Linked DNA regions of Columba livia: region 1 is linked to region 2. The links are chromatin contacts, called in public Hi-C maps. All regions are on one chromosome and are shown on one strand. The core of a region is the stretch at or near the end of the contact, and the rest is flanking DNA. Distances in the headings are between cores, read along the strand shown. Region 1 holds the start of TBC1D7 (TBC1 domain family member 7). Region 2 holds the start of FAM8A1 (family with sequence similarity 8 member A1).

Evidence for each region. Hi-C and Micro-C count contacts between places; a contact is called where the count stands out from the background.
Region 1: a contact with region 2 is called in a Hi-C map of crop, with 4 times the contacts expected there. The contact joins the promoter of TBC1D7 here to the promoter of FAM8A1 in region 2. A contact is called at or near these places in 2 of 2 Hi-C or Micro-C datasets (crop and liver).

Annotation. Positions count from the first base shown.
Region 1 is chr2:69,208,573-69,213,331 of bColLiv1.pat.W.v2, reverse strand. TBC1D7 (TBC1 domain family member 7) reads right to left here and starts at 1,358. Exons shown (of 9, transcript XM_021301333.2): 1 at 1,265-1,358.
Region 2 is chr2:69,005,488-69,010,537 of bColLiv1.pat.W.v2, reverse strand. FAM8A1 (family with sequence similarity 8 member A1) reads right to left here and starts at 2,394. Exons shown (of 5, transcript XM_065052381.1): 1 at 1,755-2,394. The coding sequence starts at 2,346.

The sequences.
Region 1 (4,759 bases), core at 109-2,608, 200 kb before region 2:
AAGTCAATTTATAGTGCTTTGTAGGAGCAGGGCCAAGACCAGACAGAAAAATGTAAACCAGCAAAGGACTGAATTAATGCTTTCTGAGATAGGTCAAAAACTATCTCAAAAACACAGAAAAAACATTTGTATTACTTGCAAGACATTCCAGGTGTGCAATATCCTTATGAAAATGACTGTGATGTTCACGTATTGTGCATTTTAGGGTTTACTACTCACGTTGCAGCCACATCTAAAAGCAGATTTTTGATGCTATAGGCACTTAACTACATTTAAAATACTTGAAATTTTATAAATATGAATACATGCTACATAGAAAACAGCCCGTACCACTTGTGGAAAGCTGATAGTAGAGTCACAGAAGAGAAACAATAAATACCATTTGAAAAATAACAGTACGATCTGTAAGAAATGAATGCTATATTAATAATTTTAAACTATCACTATACCAGCAGTATATTTTCTCAGTGGAAAAAAGAAGGAATACTGTTTCTTCTCTCCCTCCAAATTTAGGAGATATATATTTTCACGTTAGGCAACCACTGCTCTAATATTCACACATAGTGTCAATACACTGGAAAAAGGAAGGGGTAAAATAAATCCCCAGCCAGCTCACTTCAAGCATTCTGTATGGAAAAGTACAATTAACTCATCTTGCTTTGAAAAATTAATGCATTTTTGGTCTTAACGGCACTTTTCATCATATTATTAAATCTCATACCAGGTGATTTTAATATCAGCAATGATATGTACAATAGTAGAGAGGCAGACACGATGCCAATACGCTTCCGCCAATTCACAGCAGGCCCTTCCCGCGCACAGACTAAGCTCAGCTCTGGGCCCGGCCTCCGCGGGCCGCGCAGCACCGCCCTGGCCTAACTCCCCCACCCCCTCGGCCACCACAGCGGCCACACCCGGATACACCCGGGCACCGGATCGCTCCCCCCCCCGGGAATCACACCGCCAGCTGGCGACTGCCCTTCTCCCCACACACACACAGGGGAATCCCGCTCCTGTGGGCAAGGCGGGGCAGACAGAGCCCCACACACACCCTGCGGGGCTGAGGGTTCCGCCGGAGCCCCCGCGGGGGGGTGGTCAGGGTGGCGAGACGGGGTGGCGGGTAGCGGAGAGCCAGGAGGCCGCGCCACCGCCATCCCGTGAGCGAAGGCAACCGCGGGGCCCTGGGAATGGGCAGGGGCTTGGGAAAGGGATGCGAGCGGAGCCGGTGACAGACACCACCCCACCACCGCCCCCCAGCACCTACAGCAGGCTGGCCCGGCCATGGCGAGGACATGAGAGCGGCTGGGGCGCATGCGCAGGCTGCGTCCCGCCCCGGCGGCTGTGGAGGCGGAGTGTTGGGGAGGGCTGTCCCTCATCTCTGAGCGGGCTGTCGCTCGTTTTTCCTCCGCGTTTCATGAGACAGTTTTGGGAGCGGCTAAAGTCACTGGGTTTGTTCAGCCTGGAGGAGACTGAGGGGAGACCTCATGGGGCTACAGCTTCCTCACAAGGGGAGGAGGAGGGGCAGGCGCTGGTCTCTTTAGCGACCAGTGACAGAACCCGAGGGAATGGCAGGAAGATGTGCCAGGGGAGGTTCAGGTTGGACATGAGGAAAAGGTTCTTCCCCCAGAGGGTGATGGAGCACTGGAACAGGCTCCCCAGGGAGGTGTCATGGCCCCAAGCCTGACATTGTTCAAGAAGAGACTGGACAATGTCCTCAGACACATGGTGTGACCTGTGGGGTTGTCCTGTGCAGGGACAGGAGTTGGACTCCATGATCCTTGTGGGTCCCTTCCAACTCAGGACATTCTATGATTCTGTACTGAGGCCTGCCAGAGGAAAATGACAGCATCTCTCATACCCCTGTCTCAAGGTGACACCAGAAGTCTGGGTGTTATAGCAGAACCAGCTGTGCCCAGTATGGAATTATATGGAGCAGTGATCCAAAAAGTACAGTTCTGTGCAAGACCCACTGATAATGCTTGTCAATAAAGGAATAACTCCTTTAATGCCAAGGCCCTGAAAAATAGCAAAGAATGATATTGCCTGTACTGTATTATTTACTACAATTGGTATGCTTGGCATTTTGGCTCACCCACTGTGACACTTCGGGATATTTTACTTATAATAATCTCTAGGAAGCTAAATGCATTTTCCAAAACCAAGATTTATTCTGACACATGCGAGCAAAATACTTGATGCCAAAACTCCCACCCCTCAAAAGGAATAATCTGAGGACCTAGATCTCACTGTTGGAAGCTGACACTCAAAAATCAACCCATGCTGCCAAAATCATGGGACATCAAATGTGTCATTTTATTTGTTTGGTTAGTTTTTTTAGATGGTGTGGGGGGGGTTCAGATCTTTGAGATCTTGCCAGCCAGTAACTGCAGGTTTGCAAGGACTAGGCAGCTGCTTTTAATAGCTGAGTTTTCAGCTCATGGTCTCTTTCCAGGGGCAGAAGCTTGAACAAGACCATCAAACACCTGAGTTAGCACCAGCAGGATTTCAAAGCGCCCTCCAAGACAACTGTGTAGGTTAAGTGGCCTATTTTCAAATGCACAGAACATGCCATTATTTTAACCTTGCCCAACGCTTTTGAAATGCTAAGGGGAAAGGACACTGCTGCAGAATGGTCACGCTTTTGCTGAACCAAATTGACACAGGAATGTTTCTGTTGAGTCAGTGCAAGACCTGGCAAATATGCTTCTTGAAGTAATTCTGTACAGCAGCAGATGGCAGGCTGGTGCCATTTGTTGTCATTCTTGGCTGCTTCACCTCAAATACATCTTTTCTCGATAGATGGCACTTGTCTCTGGATGAGATCTTTTTGGTGCTGTTGGGAGCTAATCAGTATCATTAGATCCAGAAAACAGCAAGTGAAAGTCAATGAAATCTCTTATGACTTTTAGTTATTCATTTTTTGCCTTATCAAGATATATTATGCAGCTATAGTGGTGCTTTAGAAAAGGCTGAAGGTACTACTATTTATTTTAGCAGTAATTCATTGTACAGCAGGTACAGAAATATTTTAAGCAGTTGAGCTACCAGACACTGTGCTATGGATTTGCATTACATTAATGTTAGCAATTATGGCATTGCTAAAAGTTCCTAATCAAAATTAGGGTCTGAAAGATGTAGCTGCATAGAAAAATAGCATAAAAACTATACCTACCCTGAAAAACAATAAAATTAATGCACTCCCTCTAGTAAAGTTTCTAAACCCCACATATAGAAAGCTTCTTAATCATGTTACTTGTGCACACAGATTTTCTTAATGGTGTCTGTAAGCAGTTTGTAACGTATAGATAATAGGTTATTGTGGGATCCCAACCAAATTCAGTTGTCAGTACGACTACCGGCATTATATTTAGGTCATCAGGAAATGAATTAAATAATATAATTCAAGACTTTTCAGAACATAAGCATAGGCTTAGCATGAACAGCTAATGACTACAGTGATTATTATGTGGTGGCACACAGTGAAAAAAAGATGGCTAACCTATTTTTCTAGAAATAAAATCGTACACAGAGTTAGACTTTTTTACTTTAGCAGCCTTATTTCTTTGTAACTGCCCTTTTACATCCACCTACACCAAAAAATGGCTAAATGACTCTACATGCTGTAAATTGATGTTGCAAAGCACACAGGTTTACTTAAATATTACACATCACTTAAATATTTCATTTCAGAAATTTTACATTTTCATAAATCAAATTATGACTTTATTTTCCTTTGCCTGGGGACATAAAGTATCTTTATTCCTATTGATGGAATCTCTTTATTGCCCTTGTAAATGAAAGGAGAATTTAATCATAAATAGCTGCAGGCATCCATAAGCCAAGTGGACAACTTTGTTTATAATAAAACTGATTGATTAATACATCATTAATCAATAATACCTTCCTAGGCATCTGCCCAAACCATGATAACCTAAACACAGAATTTTTAAGCTGCAATAACATCAGAAAAGGTAGCACACGTTGAAGATAAAAGGGAAACAGGTTTGGAATTGGCTTGGGATTATCTGAGATAGCAGAGCCAAACTAATTATTATCCTGCTAGCATACTGCATCTCTCATTTTTTCAGTGACTTCAACTGTTACTGTGTTTGCATTTTGTAGTGATATGTTTATATTGCACAAGTAAATTGCTCACTGACATACAAAGATACATGAGAAGAAAGCCAAACAGGCATTACTAATGTTTATTATTGCAAAATACAAACTGCATTGTGTCCATGGCTCTTCACGAAAAGCAATGCTTTTGCTATTAAAGCTGAAATAATTTTGTGGAAGCGACGTCCTGCTGAATATTACAGCTCTTGGAAAGTGTTTTGGGTTTTGGTCTCTCCTGTATGACTGGTTTGTCAGTGGAATCACAGATGATTATTGGAAGCACACCTTGTTATATGAATTTATCAAAAGAAGATGAAAACACCAAGCAGTAGAATGTCGATTTTATGCAGCGTGGTAGTCCATATTTGCATGGCATTACAACATATATTGTAATGTACAGAAAATATGTGCAGTTTTCAGGTGGGTTTCATTTACTCTGAACCAACTTAACATGCCCTTCATTTTTTTAAAAAAACACTTGTCTCATAATATCTTCACAGTGTATCAAAACCAGTGTACACTTTCAGCCTGCCAATGTACCCTCCCTTGTTCCTATCACAATAGGGAATGACTGCTGTTCAGTCAAGGAGTTACAAGTTGGGTCATATCAGTTTTTCTAAGATGTCATCTGTTTCTTCAGAAG
Region 2 (5,050 bases), core at 1,145-3,644:
CTGTTCCCAGCAGAAGAGCAGTAATCTCCTCCAGTGAGGCAAGGAGGGGCAAAAGGATGTTCTTAAATCATGATCACCTTCCACAAAAAGCCTGCTACTGCCCAGAGTGCTGTTAATTCTGGTGCTTTGACACCCACCTGCAGGCAGATTGAACTGGAAGAGGCAGTTACCCATTCCACTTTTTGACATCCCAGTTTAAAATCTGTCACATTAACGCAAGCTGTCACTTATTTCAGTTTAGGTAAACACACTGGGCTGTGAACTGCAGTGACGTAGGAACAGACACATGACCCGCCCTGCCAAGCCTGCTGTGTGGGCAATAATCTGCAGCAGAAAAGAAGGAGCCATAATTGCTTTAGTTACTCCACATACATCCATGTGCCATCTGGAGCCAAAGCACCAGTACGACAGTCTTCATTTGTAATTGTATCGTATCACTATATCACACTGAGTTCCCTTCAGAAGGCCTGGTGTTGCAGCAGTATTTAACATTCAGAAGAACTATGTTCAGCAGCACAAAATGCTATTCCTGCCCCGAATTACCTTTAACACAGGGTTTTAGTTCCTGAAGAACTAGGATTACAACAAACAAACAAACAAAAAAAACCCTAAGAATTTCAGTCTAGCCTTTGTACATATCCTCTTTTCCAATGACTGGCAATATCTGTTTAAAACCAATCCGTAACCCAGAATCAGGGCACAATTAAAGAAAACACTGCTTTGTGTTACAACCTTATTTAAAGAGCACGTGCTCAAAAACACAAGAAAGAAGCGAGTTCAGAAGCTAGATTCCCTTCAAAAGAAAGAAAAAGCAACTAAAAACATCCTCACCTCACACCCAGCCACCGAGCTTATAAATAACGTCACAGATCGGTAACGCTGTAGTCTGCCCTCCAGAAAGAAAGAAAGGAGATCTGGCTTTTCTCCGAAGTGCATCAGTGTTTTGCTCAACGGTTTTCTACCATTATCCAAGGTGCTACCTTCAGGGAATCTCAACTAGGTGCCCCTCAACCTGTCAAGAAACGTTTGTGCTCCAGGTTTTCTCTCTGATGTGATCAGAGCAAGACTGTCTTATCTCCAAACAAACATAAACAGAAGCACTGCTATGTACAGTATTCAATATTTGTAGCCCTAACAGACTTTTGTTTATTTCAGGTCCTGCCACCAGCTTGTTGAATGTAAGCACGTTTTTACTTCTCTACTTCTGTTTCATCAAATAAAATTATTTGAGCACAAAGAGTCCACTAAAACTGATAAAATGAGTTTATATTTCACCACTGAAACAGGCTACTTATAAAGCTAGATGTATTACAAGCCTGTCACCACAACACCAAGCCTCGCAAGGAAAAATAAAAAGTAAACTCCTTCACATCTACGAAAACACGCCACAAACACTAAACTTGTAAGAAGTACGTACAGGTCAATCCTCTCAAACCCGCTTACGGATTAGAATTATGGATTTAGAGACTGGTGTTTGGGCTGCCAGCTTCCACAAGGCACGGCTACACGCCCAGCTCTGCAGCCCACAAAGACGCAGCGACCCCCAACCTCGCAAACCCCTCCCCCAAACTTCCTTCTCCCAATAGCGTTGCCTAGAACGGAGCCGGAGGGGCCCGTCGAGGCCGAGGGGGGCAGCAGCGGGGGCGACGCCTCCGCTCCCCGCCCACCCCGCACGGCCGCCACCCGCCTCCCCATGGGTAACAAGGGCCAGGCCGGCCGCCCCCTTACATCAGTCCCCGCCCGCCCCCACTCACCTGCCGGCCGCCCCGTCTCCCTGGGGGCGCCGCTGCCGCTGGTCCCGGTGGCGCTGCCGGAGGCCGCCCTGGGCACGGAGGCCAATCTGCCCGCCGCTGCCGGCCAAGCCGGGGTGGGGACGGCTGCGGCGGCGCGGGGCCCCGGCCCGGCGGTGGCTGTGTGGGCCGGCGCCGGAGCGAAGAGGTAGAAGGGGCTGTAGTAGGCAGCAGCGGCGGCCGCTCCCGGCGGTGGGGAGACCGGTGGCGGCGGCGCGGGGACGCGAGGGGGGCCGGCGGCGCAGGGCGGCGCGGCGGAGGCGGCGGCGAGGAGGGCGGGCAGGCAGCCCTGCCAGCTGAGGTACCCGCAGTACGAGTCCCAGAGCCACTGGTGCACACGCCGCGCGTACTCCGCCGCGCTCAGCGGCTTCGCGCCGCCGCCCTCGCCCCCAGTGGCCGCCAGAGGGGAGCACGGCGCTGACGATGCAGCAGCAGCAGTGGCGGCGGCGGCGGCCTCCCCTTCGGCGACACCATTGCTTCTCTCGCTGTCGCCCTCCGCCATCGCTGCCGCCTCAGCGCTGGCCCGGCCCGCGCCGGGCTCCGCCGTCTCGTCCATCCCCTCTGACACTGATCGTCCGCGCTCAGCGCGCAGGCGCTGGGGTGGTGCCTCGCCTCTCCCACTTACCGCGGAGAAGTAGGGGGGGGAAGCAGAGGAAGTGGACAAACATGAGGCGGAGTCCTTGGGCACCTAGCCTGACGAGGAGCGTACCATCCTCCAGCAACCCCCTTTCTGCCGTTGCGCCGGAAAGGAACGAGGCTACCTCCCCTCACGCCTCCTCCTTCCCCCCCCCGTGAGATGGTATCGCCTGGCGCTGAGGCAGGACCGAGGTCTACCCGGGGCGGTTCCAAGCGCTCCCGAGGTAAAAACCCCCAGGGTGGAAAAGTGCAACGGCTCCGGGCGCTGAAAAGCCCGCGCTCTGGGGAGGTCTCTCAGCTGCCGTGTACAAGGCACGTACTTTTTCCTCAGCATAAAACACCAAGGATTCCCGCCCCCGGTCCTCCCCGCGGCGGCGTGGCGCCGCCTGGAGGCCGCGCGAGGAGCTGCTGCTCCCTGAGCGGCGTCACTGCCTCAGGCCTGTGTCGCCAACCGCCGCAGGGAGACAGTCGACCTTCTCCTCAGCCAAAGACCCAGCCCTGGCTGCGTAGCTGGATAGCGGCTGTGGGGACTGCCCCAGGGCGGTTAGGCCAGCGGGTTGTGTGGGCTGGGAGCCTCCCATCTTGTGTACGAGCCATTCCCAAACCGCTCCTCTCCGAACGTCCCCTTAGCAGGGCATGGCAGGCAGGCCAGAGCATGAACTTTCTGCCTCTCGCATTCTCTACCTCTTCAGCTGACTGCTGAGTCTGGCCTAGACCGCAGATTTATTACTTCTCCTAGGCTGCGGTAGGTGAGCTCCTAACCGTGAGTCGGGAATGAGGCGCGGCCTTGGCTCTGGGCCGGTGCAGCTGGGCAGAGCTGGCTGCCCCACTTGCTGCCACCTGTCATCACAGCTGCTCCTGACCTCTAGCAACTCACTGAACACTTCGGTAATAGGAAGTGGGTTGAAACTGGGGAGAGAAATGCTGTTAAACTGCCACTTGTGTGGCATTTTGTTTTTGTGGTATAAACGTTGCTTTCCATCTCTCTTTTTTATCTTTCCCCTATCACATTCATGTTCTCCCTGTGCAAAAAGGCTGGATCTCTACAGCAAGTTTAAATGCAGTTCTCAAAATTGCTTTTTAATATTTAAGGTTCCTGTGTACTATTAAGCTTCTCAAACAGACCACAAGCTCTATATAACACAGAAGTTAATATAGCTTCCTACTGAACTAACTAGTAATATCTACTATAAACACTGAATATTTCCCATTTTAACACAGTAAATAGCATAGCTGAAAATAAAAAAGTTTTTCCCTCTATTAGACTAAAACAAATACATTATTTTTCCCATGTAACCCTAACTCATTTAAAAACTGACATCATTTCTGCAGTATGAGTCCCTTAAATAGGTAAGATAAAGTGAATTGATGAAAGTGCTTAGCAAATAACCCATTCTGTCTTAATTAAATGCAGTTGTGTTAGGTGCTGGCACTCATGAGGATATGGTCCTAATTACACTGGTATCTGTTTTGTAACATAGACCTGGGTGAAATCAATATGGATAAATCATTCGGGAAACAGCAAGTTTTAGCATGATGAGGAAGGTCAATGAAGAATGAAAGGAAGACAGCCAAAATATTATCTTAAACCAGCTATTAGCTCCTAATAGAAAAACTAGCTTGGGAAACTGATAGTAATATAACAGAGCTTATTCCTCTATAATATTCACTACTTCTTTCATCAGTTACAGTCTATTTTTTTTTTTTAAATTGGTTTTTACCACAAACCCTTCAGGACCATACAGTGTCAGGCTTTTTGTGTGTGTGTGGCCACAGGTTTTGCAAGCCAGATCAGATCCTAAGGTACAATTACAAGATCTCACAGGCTTCATATAATGCTGACAGTCACATGTAAATTTTAGGGTCACCAGCAACATTGCACAGGCATACCAAGTTAGAGCCCAATATGTGATTAGGCTGGATACTCAAGGTGAAATGGCATGGCTGACAGCGGAGAGAAGGGGAGTAACAGGTAACAGTGACAATGTAATATTTCCTCATTCCCAAATGTTTCAGTTATTAGTTTTTCATTATTCTGCCTTAAAAATAATTCAAAAAAAATCTACAAATTCTGCAGGCATTCAGATTATTCTATTCTGGGATGCATATAATAGAGATGTTATAACAACAGGGCTTGCTAGTGTTGGGGAACTCACAGCTGAGGCTTTTGATGACAAAGGATCTTGTTTCACTGCTGTATCAGATTGCCACACATGTTATGGGAGTACTTCTAGTCTCCTGCAGCACTGATTTCTCCTTCCTTTAGTTTGCTTTCTCTTGTTAGCAGAGTCAGGAAGGCTGATAATATTGGGTAGTTCATTGTACCAGTTGATGAAAATAAGTGGCTGAATGCCTTGGCAGCTAAAAATCCTCTTTAGAAATGAGATTTAGGCAAGAAGAGTTGTTTTGAACTGGATCAAAAGCAGGAGGTAAGAACCTAAAAACTGATACTCCAGTAGTTAAGGTTTAAGGTGAATCTGGAATCCCATGTTAAGCTATTTAAGTAATGCTGAAAAGTCTTGTCTGTCTCTCTTGAGTGGGGAGTATTTTGTAATCAATGGGAAGTAATAGAGCACTGGTCTGCTGTAAATCTAGCTGTTCAGAGCTACAGAGGTGTATTTTTC